Linked DNA regions of Sus scrofa: region 1 is linked to region 2. A link is a contact called in public HiChIP or PLAC-seq data. All regions are on one chromosome and are shown on one strand. The core of a region is the stretch at or near the end of the contact, and the rest is flanking DNA. Distances in the headings are between cores, read along the strand shown. Region 1 overlaps GNB4 (guanine nucleotide-binding protein subunit beta-4). Region 2 holds the start of ACTL6A (actin-like protein 6A).

Region 1 (2,964 bases), core at 228-2,727, 100 kb after region 2:
CTCCATGCTCTTTAGAGAATCCTGGTCTATAAGTAAGAATATAAATAAGGTAGGGATGGTTTAGGTCCTCTCCCAGCAAACTTCTCCCCTTTGGAGTCAGGGAGGAAGCCCCACTGCCTCTCAAGTTGCTGCAGAGAGAAAGCAGTGGTTACATTGCAGGCGAATTGAGATACTGAGGCCATGAACAGAGTTATTTTTGGTAATAATTTTATTTTCCTTTGCTGTGTAAAGTATTATTGTATTATGTCTATTGATCCATCAACAGTTGTGAATATTGGCCTGAGTAGTGTTTATGATTATAGCTTCTTCATATATTTCCCTTACCAGCCCACATTAAATCTGACTTAAAATTCCAAGGACATTTGGTTAATGTGTGTTATTTAATCCCTAAAATAATCACTTGCAGTAGACGTTAGTTTCTCTAATGTATGGCTGAGGATATTGAGACTCAGAAGTTAAACAGGTTCTGGGATCACACAATAAGTATAGTCATATTCCTAGTTTGTTAGGTTGTATGAACTTGGGTAAGGTTCACGACCTTTATAAAGTGTTTCCTCATCTGAAAAATAAGGATGATATTAGCACTTATCATTTGAGGTTGTTAAATGAGTTATTGTGAAGAGTTGTGAGCATTCTTACATAGTAAGTGCTCAGTAAATGTCATCTCTTGATAGGCTAAATACATGAGTGTCTTTTAATTTCACAGGTCATCCAGGTAACCCTTCTCTTATGTATTACAGGTCAAGAATCTTACCCACAATTTGGAGATTCAAAATACTTTGAAACTGCAGGTTTCTTCATATATCATTTAGAGCAAAACTTTCTGTGATTTGAACTCATTTGGTGCCACATCCTGACTTGAACTAACATGAAACTGTTGCTAGTGTATTTTTTCCCCACCTAGTTGTGACTATGCTTATTATGTTTGGCTGCAGAAGTACTCCTGGATTATGTGGCTACTGCCCTAGAGTCCAGTTGGGGTTTTATGAAATATGTGATAAATTCACCTTTTTAAAGTCTGTAAACTCCCAAATTCTGAAATGCAGGCCCTTCAGGCTTAGGGTGATAGATTATAGACCTATGTGAATATGCATGTAAATGTCTGTTTTTCTTCAGACTGTAAACTCCTGGAGAACTGGGCCTCTGTCTAATTCATGTGTAACCCCGTTCTTGGCATGTACTAGGCTTTCAGTAAATGTTTGGTGGGAGAATGAACTATACCAGAACATACTAGAAGGTGAAGGGCAACAGACTTGAGAGCAGCACCTTATTTTTTTTTTCCTGGAACACAGACAAAACAGACTCCCTTCAGTTCACAAGAGGCTGTATTGCGTTATTTTTGGAACACTTAAAAATGTTCAGTGTAATGAGAAATTTGGTAGCAAAATAAAAAAGCAAAACTAAATGCCTGTACTGCAGTGTCAGCATCTCTAACTTCTCTTTTCCGCTTATCCACTTGCCCCATACAGCTCTAGATTTTTGGCTAACTTCTTGAGAAAGAAAGCCATGTAGGGGGGTTGCCATCGTGGCTCAGTGATAACGTACCCAACTAGTATCCAAGAGGATGCGGGTTTGATCCCTGGTCTCGATCATTGGGTTAAGGATCCAGCGTTGCCATGAGCTGTGGTGTAGGTGGCAGATGCAGCTCAGATCTGGTGTTGCTGTGTCTGTGGTGTAGGCTGGCAGCTACAGCTCTGATTGGACCCCTAGCCTGGGAATTTCCTCATGCCACAGGTATGGCCCTAAAAAGACCAAAAAAAAGGGAGGGGGAGGGAGAGAGGAAGGAAGGGAGGGAGGGAAGGAAGGAAAGAAGGAAGGAGGGAAGGCCACATGGGACTATCTGTAATTAGAAGACTATTTGGGGTGGGTAAGCAAGTGTGTTTTTAAATTCCTTGGTGAGAATGATCATGAAAGCTTTAATACCATAACTGATTCATTATGGGTTCAGAGTTTTTAATAAAATTTTTTTTTAAAAATCATAGGAATTATAAATCAGGATTGCAAAGAGAAAAACAATTAGAGAATTTAATTATAGCAAACTTAAAATTAACTTTTTTGAGGAATAGACTTCTAATAAGCAAAAGTAGTTTATGCTTAAATTTTTAAAGTATAGTTTAAAATATTCTTTCACGTCTTAAATGAGTTTTCATGATCCATATGAAAATTATTAGTAGCTATTAGTACTTCTATGTCTTTGTCTCCTGTAGATTAAAACAGCTATTCACTAACACAGCATATAATTGTACAACTGCATAATGCCTTGCTTTAGTAAACTAGGGACATTTTAAGAAGTGGAAAGACAAGGCTGTTTGAATTGTGCAACTGTATTTTTTTCCATTTTATTTAATTAATTGGCTTGAGTACAATGGCTCATTGGTATTTTTTGATATTTCTAACTGGTACAGCTGAACTTTTAAAAAGATAACTAATATGCTGCTTTCTGCTCAACTAACAATGCTTTTACTATATGATCAAGCTATTTAAAATGTGTTAAATGAATCAAATATTCATATTAAAAAACTTAGTCAAGAATTTATAGTAATTGAAAGAGCACTGTGCTTATATCAAACTAATTTCTGCTAAGTTATTAGCTTAAAATTGCTTTAGCTAGTAATTTCAGTACCACTTCAGTGATTGTGATAAACAGCTCCAATTTGATCTTAAGTAAAAATCATTATTGGTGAAATTCCTTGACTATTACGCTGTACCCTTCTGATGATTTTTTTTTTAATAAGTTTTTTTATTTTCCCACTGTACAGCAAGGGGGTCAGGTTATCCTTACATGTATACATTACAATTACATTTTTTCCCCCCACCCTTTCTTCTGTTGCAACATGAGTATCTAGACAAAGTTCTCAATGCTATTCAGCAGGATCTCCTTGTAAATCTATTCTAGGTTGTGTCTGATAACCCCAAGCTCCCGATCCCTCCCACTCCCTCCCCCTCCCATCAGGCAGCCACAAG
Region 2 (2,973 bases), core at 411-2,910:
GTTAACGTTCGCATTATTGGTATCTATTTCTACCTTAATCACATTAAACAATGCCTTGTAAGGAATTACTCAGTGGGTAGCCTTTAGGTCCTTGGATCAGTGAACCTGAAAGTCAATACAGTCAGTAGCCTTCATGAGGCAAAGGCACATAGATCCAGTTTTTCTGTCAGGACTGCATCTTCAGATGGGAGAGAAGTAAATCATGAAGATCCACTAGGCTTTCTTCAAAGTAAAAATGGGAAACTACTAACTCTCACATTTGAGAAATTAAAACTAAGAACATATACAGGGAAGGAGGGGGTGAGGGTCAGTGTGTCACCTGAGACTCAAGCTTCATTTCAAAACTACTAAGAACTTTAAAAACCTTATTTTCATATCCTACCTATAAAACCTCTTCAGAAACAATATCCTTACTAAACACAACAACAAGACCAACATTTTGGGTTAGGAAATCATATAACTCAGTGCTTCACCTAGGTATCTTGCAAAAAAACGGAGGCTCTAATTCAGTATTTTCTAAAGAGCTTACAAGTGAAGCTGATGCTATTGATCTTTGGCTCATACTTTGAGTAGCAAGTGTAGCATTACCCCCCCTTAACCTTCACAATCATCCCAATGGGTAGGAATTTTCATTCCACAAACGAATCGTCTGAAGTTGGGAAAAGTTAAACAACTTGCCCAAGGCAAAGAGTTTAATAAAAAGTGAGGCTGATATTACAACCCAGGTGGATGTAAGCCCCAGCCCGCGGAAATCTTTCACTATACCGCGCACCCCACTCATTCTTAAATTACCCATATCTCTATACTAACCCTGAGCAGACCCGCCCACGAATAACTCTGGAGAATCCACAGTCAACATATATGCAGGAGTTATTGAAAGGTGAGGCAGCATGAGTGCGGAGCGCGGACGGAGAGGAGGCTGCGTCCGGAGTGGCCGCCACTCCTCCAATCAGTTCCAACCCTCGCGGCTCGCTTTGCCATCTCCCCGACGCCGCGAAAACCCGCGGTCCACACTAGCTAACTGCCGGGACCTCCCAAGTTTAAACACGCAAGCACGCACACCCCAACAGAGCCGACTGCCTGAGAAGAGCCCCTGAGCCGGCCAATCCAGTCGCGGCTCGCCGGGCCGGGCCCCCGAGGGGAGCTGTCCGCCCAGCCCCGGGGCGGCGTGCACCCCCAAAAACCGGTTCCCCGGCGGGCGGAAACTGGAAGAGGCCCCAGGGGGCGGCGACTCCGGGCGCCCGGGGCGATCGTGGAGCCGGGTGGGCTCCGGGGGCGGGCAAAGCGCGGGGCGGGGATGGGGCGGGGAGGCCGGGGTCCCGAGAGGGGGAGACCGGAAGGGCCGCCGGGGAGGGGAGGGGAGGGGAGGGCTGGGGGCGGCGGTTACGAACCCCACACGCTAAAAAGGCGCGCTCTCGAGCAGCCGCACTCACTCACCTCCCCCGTACACCCCGCCGCTCATGGCTGCTGTTGACGCGACTCCTACGCTAAAGGACACCAGGCGAAGCGACCGCAACCGCCGCGACTACAGATCCGGAGACGCTCTAGCCCCCGACCCTCTTAACTTCCACCGCCACCCCCCTCAGGCAACAAAGCGGCGTCCACACACCCCGGAGCGCAGTCACACTTGCTGGCTCCCCTTAGCAGCCAATCACAAGAGGCCCGGCTATATTTCAACCAATAAGAACGAGGCTCTGCCGCGCTCCCCGTCGCGGCACAGCCAGTTTAGCCAATTGAAAACAGCCATGGGGGCGGGGAGAATGGAAAGCGACGGAAGGAGAGGAGTTGAGTTGCGGAACTGGGGGGGGCGGAGCTTCCCGAAAGGGCCCGAGAGTGGGGCGGAGGGAGCGGGAGAGGGAGGAGGCAGGCTGTCGGCAAGAGTATGGGGCCGGACCAGGGGGTGAGGCTGCGCGTGGAGGAGCGGTGGGAATCCGGCAAATCCAGATAAACCTCTAGAAGGGGGTCTGGAATCCTCTCCATGCGATAGTTCCGACGGCTTTGGATATTGGTGAATGAAGAATTTTTTTAAAGCTATTTTCAACGAATTTATGTTGAAAATATTAACGTGCCATGCGCCAGTTTGGGGTAGGGAGAATCTGTAAATCGGACAAACCGATAGGACCGTGAAGTTTTTTAAATGGTTATGAATAGTTGAAAGAAGGGAATGATACAGTATCCCGCTAAATTTAGGTAGCACTTTACAAGTTGTTTTTCAAAGTGTCATAAATTTCTTTTATCCTCTGAGCCAGGTGTAAAGCAATATAGTCAATCCTCCTCCAAGCGATCACCTAATCCTAAATACATCTCCAACCTGTCTATTTCTACTGGTACAGATCACCGTTGTCGCTCCTCTGGATTACTACAATAACTTGTCGCCTTGCCCTTTTAGCCATTTTGCAGGCGGCTTGATTTATGAAAATACCCAAAGCATGGTCATGTCGCTCCAGCTAAAATTCTTAAGATCAGTTGTATGTCTTCATGGTTCTTGGTCTGCCTAGAGTCTAGACATATAGGTACCTCTTATCTTAAGAACAGTTGAATAAAGCCGCATCAGTCTCAGTGCCAGCAGCAAGGCTGAAAGTGATAGTAGGGTGGGGAACAAGGTTAGGGAGAAAACCCTTCCCTATTTACTTAGTGTAATGGCAGTATACCTGATCATTTAGAAATTCCCGTTTACCCAATGAGACAATGCAGAAGTCAGCAAACTATGGCCCCAGGGCCAAATCCAGACTACTTTGTTTTTGTGTGGCTGTTGAGCTATTAATGACTGTTCCAGTTAAAAAAAAATTAATAATTTTAAGAAAAATATTTCGTGACGTGAAAATTATGTAAAATTCACATTTATCTAATGATAAGCTGTTTTACTGGAATATGTTTGTGGCTGCTTTTTTGTCTGAAGGGCAGTGTTGAGTTTTAGTACAGAGGCCATAGCTGGAGGCTATATTTACTATTGGATCACTTATAGGGAGAGTT

Evidence for each region. HiChIP or PLAC-seq counts read pairs in DNA pulled down with a chosen protein or histone mark.
Region 1: a contact with region 2 is called in an H3K27ac HiChIP or PLAC-seq map of alveolar macrophages, with 5 times the contacts expected there. The contact joins the enhancer-like site here to the promoter of ACTL6A in region 2. A contact is called at or near these places in 21 of 47 Hi-C or Micro-C datasets (adipocytes, alveolar macrophages, blood and 13 more) and 1 of 2 datasets of contacts at active chromatin or transcription factors (alveolar macrophages).

Annotation. Positions count from the first base shown.
Region 1 is chr13:117,496,459-117,499,422 of Sscrofa11.1, reverse strand. The region is part of intron 1 of GNB4 (guanine nucleotide-binding protein subunit beta-4); the gene reads left to right. Among named protein-coding and RNA genes, the nearest start is that of GNB4, 15 kb to the left of the region's middle. Within about 2 kb of position 1,477, at least 4 of the 83 cell types and tissues checked have an H3K27ac peak or open chromatin away from gene starts, as enhancers often do. A contact at or near this core is called in alveolar macrophages, where this site is marked.
Region 2 is chr13:117,597,102-117,600,074 of Sscrofa11.1, reverse strand. It overlaps ACTL6A (actin-like protein 6A), which reads right to left and starts at 1,660. Exons shown (of 14, transcript XM_003132545.5): 1 at 1,438-1,660. The coding sequence starts at 1,462.